Linked DNA regions of Sus scrofa: region 2 is linked to region 1. The links are chromatin contacts, called in public Hi-C maps. All regions are on one chromosome and are shown on one strand. The core of a region is the stretch at or near the end of the contact, and the rest is flanking DNA. Distances in the headings are between cores, read along the strand shown.

What was found. Hi-C and Micro-C count contacts between places; a contact is called where the count stands out from the background.
Region 2: a Hi-C map of heart right ventricle shows a contact between it and region 1, with 2.9 times the contacts expected there. The contact joins the promoter of TERF1 here to the promoter of TMEM70 in region 1. A contact is called at or near these places in 2 of 47 Hi-C or Micro-C datasets (heart right ventricle and liver).

Annotation. Positions count from the first base shown.
Region 1 is chr4:61,961,040-61,967,589 of Sscrofa11.1, forward strand. TMEM70 (transmembrane protein 70, mitochondrial) reads right to left here and starts at 5,002. Exons shown (of 3, transcript XM_005663024.3): 1 at 4,694-5,002; 2 at 3,094-3,199. The coding sequence starts at 4,867.
Region 2 is chr4:62,828,079-62,834,931 of Sscrofa11.1, forward strand. It overlaps TERF1 (telomeric repeat-binding factor 1), which reads right to left and starts at 3,381. Exons shown (of 10, transcript XM_005663028.3): 1 at 3,022-3,381. The coding sequence starts at 3,328.

The DNA.
Region 1 (6,550 bases), core at 3,752-6,251:
AAAACAGACAAGATCCTAGATGAGTTGATTACAAAGTTAATTTGGAAAAATAGATGAGAGGAAAAAAGTCAGGGGGAGAGGGAATTAAATACTAAAACAAGACTCTTAATTAAAATAGTGTGGTACTGATTCACAAATAAACAGATCAATGGAACAAAATGGAAAATCTAGAAACAAACCTAATTGCATATGAAAATGTAGTACAGACTAAAGATGTAATCTTTTTTTTTTTTTTTGCTTTTTAGGGCTGCACCCACAGCATATGGAGGTTCCCAGGCTAGGGGTCGAATCGTAGCTACAGCTGCTGGCTACACCGCAGCTCATGGCAACACTAGATCCTTAACCTACTGGGCGAGGCCAGGGATCAAACCCAAAACCTCATGGTTCCTAGTCGGATTCCTTCCCACTGCGCCACAAAGGGAACTCCTAAAGATGTAATCTAAAACAAGTAGTGCTGGGACAACTATCTTACACCAGGGAAATTTCAAATAATCCTAAATTTAAATGTATAAAATAAGATATAAGAAAATATCAGTGAAGTTCCTGTATAATCTAAAAATAGGGAAACTTTTCTACTTATGACTCCAAATACAGAGGCACTCAAGGGGAAAGTCAATAAATTTGATCACATTGTTAAAATGCACCATAAATACCATAAACAAAGAGACAAGGAAAATATTTGCATCTTCTGCCACAAAGGTTATTATATAAAAGGTTTCTAATATACGAGAAGAAAAAGACCAAAAACCCAATAAACAAGCATGCAAGAAATATAAGCAGACAGTTCAATGAAACAAAAATGCACCATGGTCCCTTTAACAGAAGACGCTAAACTCAATAAGAAACATGCAATTAAAACCACAGTGAGATACTATTTTTCCCCAAATTGGAAAGAACCAAAAATCTGACATCCTACACTGTTGGTGAGGCTGTAACAAAGCACTCTCATACACTGCTGTTGGTTGAAGGCTTAATTATCTTGCATCAGTAATTTAAAAATAATTCCTTCTTCCCACAGGTAGTTACTATGACATCGGTACACGTGGGAGTCAATGGGGACCAAGCTGCTTTCTATACAAAAGCCTCCTTAGCCCTTCCAACTACCTCTTTGTTCTCCATTACTCTTTGCACACTAGAGTAGGCTGAATAATGCCCCTCCCAAAAATTCATGTCAACCCAGAACTTCAGAACGTGACCTTATTTGGAAACAGGGTCTTTGCAGGCAGTGAAAGTTGAAATGAGATCGTGCTGGATTAGGGTGGGCCCTACATCCAAAGAGAGTGTCCTTAAAAGGACACCACGGAACAAGTAGAAACACAGAAAAGGCCGTGTGAAGCAAGAGGCAGGGAGTGGAGTTATGCAGTTACAAGCCAAGGAACACAAAGGACTTCTGGAGCCACCAGAAGCTGATGCCTAAAGCCTCAATTTCAGACTTCTAGCCTTCAGAACTGTGAGAAGAAATTTTTGTTGTTTTAAGCCACCAAATTTGTGGGAACATATTGCAAGAGCCCTAGGAAACTAATACAAATAATTCACTTTGCCTGGATTGAAGTAATTGCTATTTTCTAAACATATTCTGGGCTTCCTCAGCTTCAGGCCTTTGCTTGCACTACTTCCATGCCAGGGACACCCTTCTTTCACACCTCTTCATGTTCAAACTCCACTTCATCGTAAAATGAGAACGCTATGACATCATAAATTATTGTTGCTGAATTAACAAGAACTGTCACCTAGAAGTCCTTTCAAACGTCTTTTTTAATTACTATTTATTTTTATTTTTTATTTTTGTCTTTTTGCCATTTCTAGGGCCGCTTCTGCGGCATATGGAGGTTCCCAGGCCAGAGGTCTAATCGGAGCTGTTGCCACTGGCCTATGCCAGAGGCACAGCAACTCGGGATCCCAGCCATGTCTGTGACCTACACCACAGCTCACGGCAATGCCGGATCGTTAACCCACTGAGCAAGGCCAGGGATCGAACCCGCAACCTCATGGTTCCTAGTCAGACTCCTAACCACTGAGCCACGACAGGAACTCCCTAAACTTGTAGCTTTTAATACACTGTCTTTTCCTTCTCCATGATTAACTATCACTTGGAAAAGCCACTATGTAAAGGTGTTTGTTGAAAATTCTAAGATGACTTTAAAAATATAAGATTAATATACCTTTGAATTATAAAAGTATTACATAATCATTTTAACTGCCAAATCTAAAAACATATAGAGTAAATGTCTACTTACCCAAAGTACTAAGAGATATTAGTCCACGATTTTCTCTGCTTTTTTTTTTTTTTTTTTTTTTTTTTTTTTTGCTGCTTTTTAGGGCAGCATATCAAAGTTCCCAAGCTAGGGGTTGAATCAGAGCTACAACTGCCAGCCTATACCACAGCCACAGCAACACAGGAGCCAAGCCGAATCTGTGACCTACAGCTACACCAGATCCTCAACCCACTGAGTGAGGCCAGGGATCAAACTTGCACCCTCATGGATACTAGTCAGATTAGTTTCTACTGCGCCACGATAGGAACTCCTGCATATTTAAACGTTACATAAATATACACTTTTTGTTCTAGTGTCTTGTTAAACATCCCAAGAGGTGACCAAAGAATGGAATCTGGAGTGCCCAGCCATAGCATCACAAAGTCATTCCAAAACCTTTTGGAGAGCTCTATCATGACTCAGTGGAAACAATTAGACTAGTATCCATGAGGATGCAGGTTTGATTCCTGGCCTCACTCAGTGGGTTGAGGATCCAGCGCTGCGGTGAGCTGTGCCGTAGGTCACAGACTCGGCTTGGATCTGGCATTGCTGTGGCTGTGGTGTAGGCTGACAACTGCAGCTCCCGTCTAACCCTAGCTCGGGAATCTCCATGTGCCGCGGGTGTGGCCCTACAAAGCAAAAACAAATGAACAAAGAAAAAAAACTTTTAGAAATCTCCTAAATGTGCAAAAGTCTCAACCTCTAAATCTTTCAGCAACAAGCCACAAGAAAAAAATTATAACTTTTCTTGCAGTTACAAGGTGCTAAAAACTTACGTTAAGAGCCTTTTTTACAATTAAGGGGGAGGTGGGGAATATCCTCACTTGTGATTACCCACCAAACACTGTTCGGGCCAGATTCCCAGTATAAATCAGCCTTCCATCTTCTGGGTTTTCAAGCTGTGTGTGTAAACATCGAACACATCTTTCCCAACAAACAGGTATCTATTGAAACAGACCACAATAATGTAAGTACATAATAAATTGTATTTTAGACCAACTTTTAATTTTTTAAGCTTATTTTTGTTAAATATAATAAAGAGTAAAAGAGAACTTATCATATGAGGTGACTTAGGAATTTCTCCAACTAATTCAGACCTAAAGAAATCAAACTGAGTAATAACTGCTTTCCTTAATTCCATTCACAAGTAGACACTAGAATGTAAAGACCTAGGTTTGCATCTCAGCTAGAAGCTTTTTAGATAAAGTGTGAACTTAAACAAATATAAGGTTAACGGAACAGTTTCTTCTATTCCTCATCACTCTTGTTCTACTGTCACAAGATTTAAATGCATTAGCTTTTTCAAAAAAATAATTTTAATTACCTAAGTCAAACACTGCAAATTTAGATTGTTTAAAGTCCAGATCGGAGTTCCCGTCATGATGCAGTAGAATGAATCTGACTAGGAACTGTGAGGTTGTGGGTTCGATCCCTGGCCTCACTCAGTGGGTTGAGGATCTGGCGTTGCTGTGAGCTGTGGTGTAGGTCACAGATGCAGCTTCGATCTGATGTTGCTGTAGCTCTTGCCTAGGCCGGTGGCTTAGACTCCTAGCCCGGGAACTTCCATATGCTGCGGGTGTGGCCCTAAAAAAGCAAAAAAAAAAAAAAAAAAAGTCCAGTTCATTTTTAATACTTCTATTTATACTAGAGATATTTTTTAAATGACTTCTTCCCAAAGACCTTGTATCCATTCCTTGTTTCTTGAAAGTATTTTACTTGAAATCCTTTACTTGAAATATTTTACTTGAAAATCAAATTTCACGGGAACAAAGAGTTCCCTGAACCTCTGAAAATGACTTTCACAACATATACTCTTCAAATGTTAAAGCCATGCCTAATTCCTTTACGTTTAAATGTAATTAGATTCCAATTCCTATGTTGGCCTTTCCTCCATGTTTCAATCATGTTTGCTAATCCCCTAATGTTTTACAGGGCAGGATTAGGAGACGATTTACCCAGATTAAAATGAGGATATCGTCTCCATTCCTTTTTTTCCAGGTGGCAAAAAAATTCCTTAAAAAGGGAACCACCTAATTAAAAAAAAAACGAAAAACAAAAACAAAAAAAACAGAACAAACTCCAAGTCAGAATCTCCAAATTTTTTCAGTTCAGTCTGCCACGCTCACGGTTAGAAAGAAACAGTCCTACAAACCCATTGTATTTGCAACCACCTAGAAAGTGAATGTTAACAGCCCAAAAAATAACCACTCTCCAACAAACACTGCAGACTCGGGGTGTCGTGAACCCCGAGACCACCACCTGTGCCCGAGGCCCAAGCCTGCTACTGTCGGACAGGAGCCACGGCGCAGGCCCGGCAGAAGCTGTGGGAGAGCTGTGATCCCCAGGTCCGATGCTACTCCCACGCTACTCCCACCCCACCCCCACCCCCACTCCCACTCTGGTCCGCAAGCCCTCGGACCGCCGACCTGCGCTCGCACCCGACACGGCAGAAGCGACGCGGCTCCCCACAGCCCCGAGGAGCGGCTGCAGGAGGCCGCCCGCGAGACGGCCGCCCTGGGGCTTCGGAGCATGGTGGCCGCCCACGGCACCGTCCTCTTCCCGCCGAGGCGCAATCCGGCAGCCCACGGGCCGCCCAACGCCAGAAACAGCATCCCGTAAGTGATAAGATACTGCGGACCACACTGCTGCGGCAACCGGGTACCCCGGTGCGCGGTTCCTCACACGACCAAGGCCTGGACGAGCCGCGCAGCAGCCCGCGCATGCGCAGAATGTGCGGCCCGCCTGCAGCCACCCGGTCTCTCGCACTACCTCTCCGAGTGAACCCGCCCCCCGCACAGCAGGAATTAGCAAACGCCCAGCCTGCGCGCCGCTTCCCTAGTAAGAGTCTGGCGCTCTTTTTAACTGGAAGGACTGAGGGCTGAGCCACGCGCGAAAGACAAAGCCTGGAAGCCAGGGTTAAATCTTTCCTTTTCGTGGGCCTCATTTTCTAAAAAAAACTATTTCCTTTACGGAAAGTGATTCTAATCTATTGGCACAGAGGAATAATATATCATTCATTTGAACGAAAATCAATGGTAATTTAATCCAAGCAATGGTTTAGTAGAAAATAAGTGGAACTCGTTCATGTAATGTTGATACTTGTCAAATTTGTCATCGGAAATCATTTTCATCCATATATACATTCGTTCGTCATTTGTTATAAAGGCATTGGACCCCTCGCCTATTGTCAGGATTAAACTGGAAGCAGAGGATACAAAGACACTGGATAATATTGGGAATCCAATATTACACAGTGCTTACATAGTGAAGGAAACACCTAAAAATAAGCTAAAATATAATGCTGTAATATAATTAAAATATACCAATTCAAAATGCTGCAGAAGCCCAAAAGATAAAATGATTAAGTTGGCCTCAACGTCCAAAGGCTTCAGGTTCAGCTGAATCTTGAGAGATGAGCATCCAGCTTGTAAATACAGTTTACTATTACTGATTACTATTTAAGAACAGTTTTTGACTCAAAATATTATTTGCATAGGAGAGAAACAAATAGTCCAAAATAATATCAACTTTGCAAATCTAAATCCTGTTTTTTTCTTAGTATCCAGAAGGGTAAAATTACACCACTTCTTTATGGATAACTTCTCTTTCAAGTTATCACCCTCTTACTTTTTAAAAATTCGTTTTAGTGTTACTCATGTTACAAACAACATCAATTATCCTTTACTGTATGGATATGAATTGAAATTGGTCTGTTCATATAAACGGGTTTTTTTTTTAATTAGTTTTAAAAAGATAAACAGGAGTTCCCGTTGTGGCTCAGCAGTAGCAAAACCTACTAGTAATCATGAGGATGCAGGTTTGATCTCTGGCCTTGCTCAGTGGGTTAAGGATCCAGCGTTGCCATGAGCTGTGGTGTAGGTCACAGACAAGGCTCAGACCCTGCTCAGATCCTGTGAAATAAATAAATAAATGTCAAAAAAATAAATAAATAAACTGAATTATGTTAAAATTGAGTTTATTTAAGCAAAAATTTATTTGAATCAGGCAACACCAAACTGGAAGTGATGAGGAGTACTCCATGGACAGATGCAAGGTTTTTGCAGAGAAGATGAACATGAATCGCAAGGAAATTATTTGACTAGTTATAGCTTATACTGTTGCATTATTTGAGAAAATCTAGTTGGCTCTTTGTGACTGGTTGTCCCTATCTTTGAGGCATTTGTAAGAATTGACTTTGAGAGTTCTGTTATAGCTCAGCGGTTAACGAACCCGACTAGTATCCATGAGGATGCGGGTTTGACCCCTGGCCTTGCTCAGTGGGTTAAGGATCTGGC
Region 2 (6,853 bases), core at 2,131-4,630, 870 kb after region 1:
TCATGCTCTATCAGAGATTATCTGGACCAAATATAGTCATAATATAATTAAATAGGATTCAAAAAGAGCACAAAATAGAATTAAAATTTAAACACAATTTATTCAGTATTTATTGAACATGTACTGCTGTTCAAAATTTATTGAACATGACTGAATGATAAGATAGCCAGTCCCTGCCCCTCAGGAAGGTTTTAGTCTGAAAAAGGTACAAATTAAACAGAAAGTTATGCCAGTGACTAATTTAAAGTGTCATATAGGGTAAGTTTGGTACAGAAGCAAAGCAAAACAGAGACCTAATCTATTCTAGGGAAGAAAGTCAGATCCCTTCTGTCCTCACTTCCTTTCATATTCTATTAAGCCTACCATGCAATAACTACAGATTCCCCACACCGTTAAGCCAAAACAAAACAAAAGGCATGAAAAACTACACTGGTTAAACTCAGCTTCCTGCTTTTGCCAAACCTATAACTAAACACTGCTGATAGAATACACTCACACATCTAATGACTTGCAACAATCCAAACTTATTTAAGCACTTATTGCAACAGCAGGCACCACTCTCAGCTCTTAACAGTGGTTTTCAACTAGGGGTGATTTTTGGCACCCTTGGGAACAAACTGTCCCCTAGGAGATGTTTGACAACGTCTGGAGACATTTTTGTCATGAGTGGTGTTACTGACACCCAATGGTTGAGGTCAAGGATCCTACAATGCACAGGAGCACCTCACTTCCTCCCCCCTCAAGCATACACAGAACAAAGAATTATGTGGTATAAAATGTCAAAAGGTTTGAGTTTGAGAAACTGTGCTTTGTTGCTTTATACATATTAGTTCAGCTGCTTCTCTCAACAGCCTTCTAAGGTGGATACTATTATTACTACCATTTTACAGATGAGAAAATTGTGGTACCAAGGAAACTGTGGTGGTACCAAGTACTTGCTTCAAGTCCTGCTGCTACAAACCAGCAGAGCCAGGAATCAAACTTAGACAATTTACTACGGAGCCTCATGCTCTAGGTTGTATATTTTCATAATCTTGAAAAGTGTAGTAAATGAGGAGTTTCCGTTGTGGCGCAGCGGAAACAAATCTGACTAGGAACCATGAGGTTGCGGGTTCGATCCCTGGCCTCACTCAATGGGTTAAGGATCAGGTGTTGCTGTGAGCTGTGGTATAGGTCATAGATAAGGCTTGGATCCCGAGTTGTTGTGGCTGTGGTTGTAGGCTGGCAGCTGCAGCTCCGATTCGACCCCTAGCCTGGGAACTCCATATGCCACAGGTGCAGCCCTGAAAAAAAAAGCAAAAAGTGTAGTAAATGAAATTCTATAAAAGAGATAATGGAGTCCTTTTCAGTCAAAAATGTAAATCAGAGACAATAGTGTGTTCATGATTTACGTACTTGTCACTGATTTAGCAGTGCAACTTGAAAAACTGTCTACTCTTTCTTGGATTTCAGTGTCCTTTATCTTAAAATAATGGAGGTGGCCTAGATTATTCCTTGGGTCTTGGGCTAGAACCTTGAAAGAGATCTTCATTTTATGTTTTAAGTAAACTTTAAGAATGGTTTTAAATTTATAGAATGTAGTAACAATACATTATTAACTAAGTCCGTGCTTTATTCAGATTTCCTTAGTTTTTACATAAGGTGCTTTTCCAGCTGCAGGATCCCAACCAGGACACCACATAACATTTAGTCCTCATGTTTTCTCAGGCATCTCTTGCCTGCACTAGTTTCTCAGATCTTCCTTGGTTTTGATGACCTTGAAATTTTTGGGGTACCTCTCTACTGAAATTTGTCTGATACTTTTTTCTTTTTTTTTTTTTGCCTTTTCTAGGGCTGCTCCCGTGGCATATGGAGGTTCCCAGGCTAGGGGTCTAATCAGAGCCATAGCCACCGGCCTATGCCAGAGCCACAGCAACGCGGGATTCCAGCCACATCTGCAACCCACACCACAGCTCACAGCAACGCCAGATCCTTAACCCCACTGAGCGAGGCCAGGGATCGAACTGGCGTCCTCATGAATACTAGTCAGGTTCCTTACTGCTGAGTCACGACAGGAACTCCTGGAACAACCCTTTTAACTTATCCATACTTTTAGGTTGCTCAACTCTATAAACTGAGATTACCTGCCTAACTGAAGGTATAACTGTGAAGAGAAACTCTGTCAATACCGTTTTTTAAATATTTAATTTCCTATTAAATACTATCCTGGGGGGTGTACTCAGCTGCAATAAGTTGAGTTCAGACTCAGATAAATACCAGAGCATCTTCCGATTATCATTCAAAAAGTCAGCCAGCCTTCCTACAGGTCAATGTCTTTGTCCATCATTTACAGGCTGTCTTGTCCAGGCGGTGAACTTAATCGTCAATTACTTTTATTCAGAAGCCTACCGTGGGCAAGCAAGCCAAATGAGGTTTAAAAAGCTTACAAAGTATTAGAAAACATTGGAATTCCGGTAGTGGCTAAGTAGTAGCGAACCCGACTAGGATCCATAAGAACGCGGGTTCGACCCCTAGCCTCGTTCAGTGGGCTAAGGATCGACGGTTTGGATACCTTGTTGCTGTGGCGTAGGCGAGCTGCAGCTCTGACTGGACCCCTATCCTGGAAAGTTCCATATGCTGTGGGTGCGGCCTTAAAAAACAAACAAATAAATAAATAAAGTAATAGAAAACACTAATGCCAAGGTCACAGTGACTTGCTAAATAAATGCCATTACAGGAGTACCTCAGTCGAGGAAAGCAACACAAGCGCCAATGGAAACAAAAGGAATAGGACACCGAGTTAGTTAAAATTTTGTACATTTTAACTCAGTGCTCTATCTACTCTAAATGGGTCTTGATCTTACTTTACCGAGGAGAAAAACAACACTTGAGAAACTGTTAAGAGGCGGATGCGGGATTCGAGCCAACGTTTGTATCCAAACCAGGGGCCTCCCGCTGCGGCGCCGTAGCAGCCCAATCGCCCGCCCTGCCGGGGCACAGCACTGCAAACCAGGCCTCGGCTCGGGTGCGCCCGGCACTCACCCTCTGCGCTGTCGCGGGTCCGGTGGAAGTCGCCGGAGCGGCCGTCACGGAACGCCCGGCAAAGGGACAGGCAGAGGAAATCCAGCATCCAGCCAGCAGCAACAGCCTCGGCCTCAGCCACTAGGCCAGCGTCCTCCTCTTCCGGGGGAGCCCCCAACTGCACCTGGCACTCGAGCAGTTCCTGGCACTCAAACTGCTCCTGATCCTCTCTCGCCGTTTCTGCCATCTGCTCCTCCGGGAGCTCTGCATCCTCGCCATCCGCACGACCCCGCGGGCTCGGAGCCGCTGAGGGGGTGCCCTCCGCCATGTTAAACAGCTCGCGCCGTTCAGACCTTCCTGACGCCGACCGGCGATTGGCTCGCTCTGGAGGGCGAAGGGCGGGACCGCGGAGGATCACTTCCGCCCGCGAAAACCCACCAATCACACTGCGGGGAAGGACCAGCGACTTGAGTCTGGCTTCTGATTGGCCTAGAGCTGCTCTCACAGCTGGACCTTGAATTCGCCGCAGTTCAGGGCCGCCTCTTTGTTGGTAAACCAAACAAGTTCAAATTGGGTGTGGCGAGAGGTTTGGAAGCGGTGGGGCAGTTTTATCCTCATGGTACGATGCTGCATTGACTAGAACACGGTTGGTTAAAATGGAAAAAGGTTTTATGCACAGTGTGCTTCAAAAAGAGGCGATTAAAACTTGTCACGATTATTTAAGCGTGACACTTTCTATCCCCGTATTCACTTAGCAGGTACTGTGTGATTATGAACCCACATTGTTCCAACAGAGTTAGAGCTGTGCTTCGCCAACCTGAACTGGCATCAGAATCATTCCTCACAGATTGCGGGGCTTCTCCCCCAGAGTTTCTGTTCCATAGGTCTGAATATTCGAAGGTGGTACTGAGACTGATAGTCTGGGGACCAAATTTTGAGAATTAGAAAGAGTATTTTGGAGTTCCCATCGTGGCGCAGCGGAAACGAATCCGACTAGGAACCGTGAGGTTGCAGGTTCGATCCCTGGCCTCGCTCAGTGGGTTAAGGATCCCGCGTTGCCTTGAGCTGCAGTGTAGGTCACAGACGCGGCTGGGATCCCGAGTTGCTGTGGCTGTGGCATAGGCCGGCGGCTACAGCTCCGATTAAACCCCTAGCCTGGGAACCTCCATATGCCGCGGGTGGCGTCCTAAAAAGACAGAAAAGGCAAAAAAAAAAAAAAAGAGTGTTTTATTATGGAAATGATGTCAGTCAGGTCCCTAAACAGACTATAGAATTCAGCGGGCACAAGAAGTGAACACTTATTTTGAATTTTGAAACTTAACCTTTGAGCGCAAGAAAGGATTGGGGGAGGGATCTGGCTATGTTCTATTTATCTATTGAGTCACAGTTACATCAGTGTAATCACTTTATGAAAATTCATTGAACGTGATATATGCACTTTTCAGTGTGTGCCTTCTAATTGAAAAAAGTTTACTTTAAAAACCTTTCTGGGAGTTCCCGTCATAGCTCAGTGGTTAATAAACCAGAGTAGTATCCATGAGGATGCGGATACCATCCGTGGTCTTGCTCAGTGAGTTAAAGATCTGGAGTTGCGGTAAACCGTGGTGTAGGTTGCAGACATGACTTGGATCCGGTGTTGCTTTGGCTGTGGCATAGGCAGACAGGCTGTAGCTCTGATTCAACCCCTAGCCTGGGAACCTGCATATGCCGCAGGTTTGGCCCTAAAAAGACAAAAGACAAACAAAAAAACAAAACAAAACAAAAAACAGCAAAAAACCTTTCTGTTTATATAGCACGTGCAACATCATCAAAGCCTTTATGTTTTAATTTTACACATTTATTATTATTATCATTATTTTCCTTTAGGGCCGAACTTGCACAAATGGAGGTTCCCAGGCTAGGGGTCTAATCGGAGCTGTTGCTGCCGGCCTACACCACAGCCACAGCAACGCCAGATCGGAGCCTCCTCTGTGACCTGCACCACAGCTCACCACAACACGGGATCCTTAACCCACTGAGTGAAGCCAGGGATCATACCCTCAACCTCATGATTCCTAGTCAGATTTGTTCCACTGCACCAGGATGGGAACTCCTACACATTTATTATTGCTTTAAAGCTATAGTTTAAATGTTGAATCATTAAAACACTATATTATGTCTTTTAAGAATGCCTAGGTTGGGGAGTTCCCATTGTGACTCAGAGGAAACAAATCCAACTAATATCCATGATAATGCGTGTTCCATCCCCTGGCCTCCATCAGTGGGTTGGAGATCTGGCATTGCTGTGAGCTGTGGTTTAGGTCACAGACTCGGCTCAGATTCCAAGTTGCAGTGGCTGTGGTGTAGGCCGGGCAGCTGTAGCTCTGATTCGACCCCTAGCCTAGCCTCGAAACTTCTGTATGCTGCTGGTTGGGCCCTAAAAAACAAAAAACAAACAAAAAAAGAATGCCTAGATTGGAATATCCATCCACTACGGTTAACCCACTAGCTGTGTGACCTTGGGTGAATCATGCCTTCATGTTCTCTTCTGTATACTGTGTATGGTAATAACACCGTAGAAGGAATTGTTCCTTCAGCTTCTAATGGTCCTATGGCAATAAATCCTGTTTACAAACAATACAGAGGAATAGGTCTAAGGGATTAAGAGTTGCAGTTCATTGTGAATTTAGCAAACAAACCCCAGGTTTCCAAACTGGAACTTTTTTGTCACGCAGGTCTCTCAGATGGGGCCTTCTTTCTTTCCTCCAATCCTCCTTTGCTTCTTCCCAGCAGGGAGTTAATGGTTATTCTTAAATATGTCAACCAATTTATTCAGAGCCACAAACTAAACCTAGGGAATTTTCCTGTGGAATCATTTACTGAAAGATTCAGGGAAATGAAACATTTTTATCTATCAAGTAATAATATGTAATGAAGTGGAATGAAAAGTGTATACTTCTGGTTAGGATTTAACCATAATTGTCAACAAAATTTTAGTTTGGGGCTACTTCCAGCTATATACTGTATTCTCTGGCCTCTTTCCTTACTGGTAGTTCACTGAAGAAAAGTTAAGAAGCACTGTCCTACTAGAGTGGATAAAAACGTTATTTTAAGGAGTTCTCTTGTTGATGCAGTGGATTAAGGATACAGTATTGTCATTGCAGCAGCTCAGGTCACTGCTGTGTCGCAGGTGTGATCTCTGGCCTGGGAACTACCATCTATTGTGTTTGAGGTCAAAATAATAATAATAATAATAATAATAATAATTTTAAAGTCCTATCCCAACAGACAGTCAATAATACAGTCTTATTGGATTATGGGCCAGAAAACAGCTGGAGGAGGAGGAAGTCTCTCATTAAAGAAAAAACAATAATTTTTTTAAACCTGCCCATCAGGATGGATGGTAGATTTATACCTCTGAAATAATAGCTTTTTTTGTTTGTCTTTTTTAGGGCCACACCCACGGCATATGGAGGTTCCTTAAACCACTGAGCAAGGCCAGGGATCAAACCCGCAACCTCGTGGTTCCTAGTTGGATTCAACTCCTGAAATAATAGTTTAACATTGCTATGAAAAGAAAACTCAACAGTGATTAAATATAAAATAGCTACAATAAAACTTATAACTAATTCATAAAGTCCCAGTAACACTTTAGCCATATATATTTTAATGGTACAGTAGATAAATCAAACACATGGCATTTCAGTAAAACTTACGTGTAACTAATAAACATTCTGAGATGGGGGATTTTTTTTTTGGCAGAAAATTTTATAATATATCATTCCCTTAATAACCACTTTAAAAGATATGGAGTCTAATAGTTCAAGGCGAAGGAAGGAGTGTGTAGAGAGAGAATTTTGAGTTTGCTGACTTT